2 separate regions of the Oryctolagus cuniculus genome follow, and region 2 is linked to region 1. A link is a contact called in public Hi-C data. All regions are on one chromosome and are shown on one strand. The core of a region is the stretch at or near the end of the contact, and the rest is flanking DNA. Distances in the headings are between cores, read along the strand shown.

What was found. A called contact is a pair of places that touch in the nucleus more often than the background predicts.
Region 2: a Hi-C map of an unstated tissue shows a contact between it and region 1, with 1.5 times the contacts expected there. The contact joins the promoter of FADS1 here to the enhancer-like site in region 1. A contact is called at or near these places in 3 of 6 Hi-C or Micro-C datasets (psoas muscle, skin fibroblasts and an unstated tissue).

The regions. Positions count from the first base shown.
Region 1 is chr1:10,381,604-10,384,109 of mOryCun1.1, forward strand. No RefSeq gene overlaps it. Among named protein-coding and RNA genes, the nearest start is that of FADS1, 39 kb to the right of the region's middle. Within about 2 kb of position 1,253, at least 2 of the 8 cell types and tissues checked have an H3K27ac peak or open chromatin away from gene starts, as enhancers often do.
Region 2 is chr1:10,420,705-10,423,210 of mOryCun1.1, forward strand. It overlaps FADS1 (fatty acid desaturase 1), which reads left to right and starts at 1,254. Exons shown (of 12, transcript XM_008274405.4): 1 at 1,254-1,613. The coding sequence starts at 1,422.

The sequences.
Region 1 (2,506 bases), core at 3-2,502:
CAACACCACCATTTTCACCCTGATCTCATCTGAAAGGTCTTTTTTTTTTTTAAGTAATTGATTTGTTATTTGAAAGGAAGAATGACAGAGAAGAAGGGAGGAAGGGAAAAAGAAAGAGGGGGGGAGAGAGACAGACAGACAGACAGACAAAAAGGAAGGAAGGAAGGAAGGAAGGAAGGAAGGAAGGAAGGAAGGAAGGAAGAGAGAAAGAGGATGAACCTCCCCAAATGGCCACCCAGCCATGGCTGGGCCAAGCTGAAGCCAGGAGCCAGGAACTCCATCCAGATCTCCCATGTGGGTGGCTGGGTGACGGGGCCCAAGTGCTTGGGTCATCATCTGCTGCCTTCCCAGGTGCATTAACAGGAAGCTGGATCTGGACCGGAAGCAGAGCAGCTGGGGCTCCAACCTGCTGCACCACATCTGGAAGGCCTCAATTTGTTTAGGAAGCTATAACAAGATGCCGTAGATGGGGCAGTTCGTAAACAACACACATTTATTTCTCGCAGTTCTGGAGGCTGGGAGGTCAAGGTCACAGTGCTGGCAGACCTGGTGTCTGGTGAGGACCCAGTCCCTGGTTCTTAGCTAGACGGTGTCTTTTCACTGTAACCTTACACGGTGGAAGGGCCAGGCTCTCTCTCCCTCTGGCTTAGAGAACTAGTCCCATTTGTGAGGGCTACGCTTTTGGAACTCCCACCCACTAACAACTTCACCACAGGGGGTTGAGATTTCAACACATAAATGTTAGGGAAACACAAATATTTAGAGCCTAACATTGGCCAAGCCACAAGAGAGACCCAAGTGCTCCACAAGAACTTCAGGGCTTTCTCAAGTCCTTGGCTGAGTGCTGATGGGAATATGTGGGAGTCGGGGAAGAACCACCAGAAAGTTGCATGCCAGATGGCTCCTGGGGCACACCCAGGACTAGAAGTGGTCCCAGCAGCCAGAGTGCAGAGCCCTTATAACACAAAGGGCCATGCCTTGGAAATGGGAATGAGTCAGACCCGCATCCACAGCTGTGATGGACCCACCCTGAAAAAGTTTAAAAGCAAGTCTCAAGGGCATCAAACTGATTCCAAGTTCCTAATTGCTCACCACAACGAAGGCAAACGCTATTTGAATAAATACAACCACTCCATCCTGTGTCAGTGTAAAATCGACAATGTCTGGCAGCTGATCAGATATTACTGTGTATGCAAACAAGCAACACAAATGGCCCCTTACCCTGGAGACGAATCCGTCAATAGCAACAGATCCAGGATTGACAGAGATGATGGAATTAGCAGACATGAGTGCTAAAGGACCTATTGTAAACATGCTCCCGATGTTCAAGTAGTTAGAGTATAACAGGAACAATACAAGGAAGGAAATGAAAGATACAAAGAGACCCAAATGGAACTTCTGAAGATGAAAACTATAATCTGATACGAACAGTACACTGGATGGGATAAACAGCACAGAAGATAGGGCAGGAAAAAGGATCAGTGGGCCTGAGGCATATAAATAGAAACTACCCCAAGGGAAGAATGGAGAAAGACAAACCAAAAATAATTAACAAAAAATTAAGGATGTGGGGCTGGCATCGTGGCGCAGCAGGTTAAGCCACAACCTGCAACGCCAGCTTCCTCACTGGAGCACCAGCTCAAGTCCCAGCTGCTCCACTTTCAATTCATCCCCCTGTTAATGCACCCAGGAAAGCAGGGCAAGATGGCCCAAGTGCTTGGGCCCTGCCACCCATGTGGGAGACCTGGACGGAGCTCTAGGCTCCTGACTTCAGTCTGGACCAGCCCCAGTCATTGCGGCCATTTAAATCAGCCAGTGAAAGCACGCTCTCTCTCTCTCTAACTCTGCCTTTCAAATAAATAAATTTTTTTTTTTTTTAAATTAAGAGCTCATCAGTGACTTGCAGACACTACCAACCACTCTGACACATTACCTGAATGATGACAGTGGCCACATGCCTCATCTTGAGCTGCAGGACTCTACCCACCTCCCTTGGACCTCTCCAATCTCGGCTCCTTCACTCTCTCATTCATCCACTTCAAGCTAGCCATGCTGGGCTTCTCTTGGTCCACACATGCTGCTCCCCGTACCTGGAGGTTCTCCCCACTCCCAGCTGACTTTTTTTTTTTTTGGACAGGCAGAGTGGACAGTGAGAGAGAGAGAGACAGAGAGAAAGGTCTTCCTTTGCCATTGGTTCACCCTCCAATGGCCGCTGCGGCCAGCACACTGCGCTGATCCGATGGCAGGAGCCAGGTACTTCTCCTGGTCTCCCATGGGGTGCAGGGCCCAAGCACCTGGGCCATCCTCCACTGCACTCCCTGGCCACAGCAGAGAGCTGGCCTGGAAGAGGGGCAACTGGGACAGAATCCGGCGCCCCGACAGGGACTAGAACCCGGTGTGCCAGCACCGCAAGGCGGAGGATTAGCCTAGTGAGCCGCGGCACCGGCCCCAGCTGACTCTTACACCTCTTCTGGATCTCAGCTAAATGTCACGTCCTCAGAGAAGT
Region 2 (2,506 bases), core at 4-2,503, 39 kb after region 1:
GCATCCCACACTGGCCTGCCAGTTCCATTCCTGGCTGCTCTGCTTCTGAGCCAGCTTCCTGCTAATGCTCCTGAGGCGGCAGAGGAAGATGGCCCAAGTACTCGGGCTCCTGCCAACCCATGTGGGAGACCAGGATGGAATTCCTGGCTTCAGGCTGGCCCAGATCTGGCTGTTGCAGATTCTGGGAGTGAATCATCAGATGGAAAATTTCTGACTCTTTGTTACTCTGCCTTTCAAATCAATACAAAATCTTCAAATGAAAAAAACCTCTAATCTCATAGAAGTAGAAAGTAGATGGTGGTTACCAAAAACTGGACTGGTTAGAGAGTGGTCAGAGGACATATAATCGCTTACAGGAGGAGAAAGTTCAAGAGATGGACTGGCCAGCAAGGGAGCTATAGTTAGTGACCACATATCGTGGTCGTCGAAACGGCAAAAAGAAACTGCACTTTGAGTAAGCTCGCCACGAACATCCTAATTATGTGAGGTCATGCATAATTAGCTATATTTAACCATTCCACAACATATACACAAGTATACTTCGCTACATGTTGTACATGATGCATTCGATTTTATCTCTCAACTTAAGAAAAAAAAAAAGCGCTGGGAACTGTTAAATTCAATCTGGCCTCACAGCTACCCTTCTAGTCAAGGAACCAGAACCGAGGTAAACACGCAGCCTGCAACCGAACGGAACCGCGCGCTCCCGTGCCCAGCAGCGGAGTCCCGGCCAATCGCGGCGGCCGAGCTCTCAGCCAATCACGGGCTGCGAACGGCCCGGCCATTTCCAAATAAGGAGAAGCCGGGAACCGCAGCCAATCAGGCCGCTTCTGCCTGTTGCTGATGCTACTTTTTTTTTTTTTTCCTACAAACCGCGGCTGCCCGCCTTGCTGAGGAGGAACGCTCCGAATCTTTAGTGGACAGGTCAAAGGAGATCTTTGCGCAAATAAATTCTGTTAAGTCCACCCAGAGCTCCGCCCACTTCCAACGCCTACTCCCTGAGGGCCCTCTGCCTCGGCAGCCCGGCCGCGCCGGGAACCGTTATTCCGTCCGCGCCGCCCTCAGGCAGCCGTCACCTCAGCATTCCGCCGGACGCCGCTCAGGAAGTGGAACGAGGGCGACCCCTTTAAGGAGCCTGCGGTCGTCCAGGTCCCCCCGCCGGCGCCCGCCCCCGAGGACCGGCGCGGGGCGGGGCCTGCGCCCCGCGCCACGCGGCGCAGCCAATAGGAGCGCGCGCTGCCCGGCTCGGCGGTCCGCTCCGCGGGTGCTGAAAACCCGGCGCGCGGGCGACGGCGCACGGGCGCGCGCCAGCGGACCCGCTCCCGGAGCCCGCGAGACCGCCGTGCGCTACCCCGCGGGCCCCGAGCGCGCGCGCCTGACAAGCCCCTGCCGGGCCGGCGCGCGGCGTCGCCAGGCCGGCGATGGCCCCCGAGACCCCGGCCGAGGGGCCCAGCCCGCGCTACTTCACCTGGGACGAGGTGGCACTGCACTCCGGACGCGAGAAGGAGCGGTGGCTCGTGATCGACCGGAAGGTGTACAACATCAGCGAGTTCGTCCGCCGGCACCCGGGGGGCTCCCGGGTCATCAGCCACTACGCCGGGCAGGATGCCACGGTGAGCGGCGCCGGGCGGGGGCGGGGCCGGGCGGCTGCAGCCCGAGGCTGCCTGCGCGGGAGACAGGAAGTTTGGCATCCTGGGGGCCGAACACCGACAGATCTGGGCGCCCCGGCCAACCTGTTGTCGGGTGGTTGGGAGTCCCGTGGACGCAGGTGGCCAGGGCAGGAGAGGGGCTTTGGAAACCAGGCCGACGGGTGGGGATGGAGTCCCGCAACGTGCGCACGCACACAAAGGACTTGCGTTGCCAACCCGTGCATTCGGCCCGCAGCCCCCGGGCGCCTCACGACCCGAAGCTGGGCCGAAGCAGGGGAGCGAGAATGCATGGCGCAGGCAGCGTTGGTGCGGCCGGGATCGGGAGGCGCGAGGGAAGGGGGGCTCCGTGTCAGAGGGACGGAGGCCCGGCCCGGCCCGCGGCCTCGCCTCGACGCTTACCCGGCTCGCGAGCTGGGGCGCCGCAGGGAGCAGGAGAGGGGCTGTAACGGGCCCCCCTGCGTGGTGTGAAGCGGGAAGGGTGGGGAGGGGGCTGCAGTGGCCCGAGGGGCCGGCGGGGCGGGCGCACTGGGAGAAGCGGCGGCGGCGTGATGGAGGTGGGGCGCCGGCACATGCACACACTGAGCGGGGATCCTGGCGGTGCGGGCGGCCACTCCGCGGCAGGCCGGCGCTGAGGAGGGCTGTTCTGTTCCGGGGTCGCGTCCCCCGCTCCCCGGAGCCTCGCTGCAGAGGCAGCGCCCCCCCCCAGCCCCAGCCCCAGCCCCGCTGCTTTGCGGACCACCCGCTCTCGGGGCTAAGGCGGGAGCGCCCAGGGTGGGAGCGCCGGGCCCTCCCTGGGGGGCGTTGGCGTCACCGCATTTCCCTCTCCAGGGCCCCCGACCATCGCTCTAACATCCCAG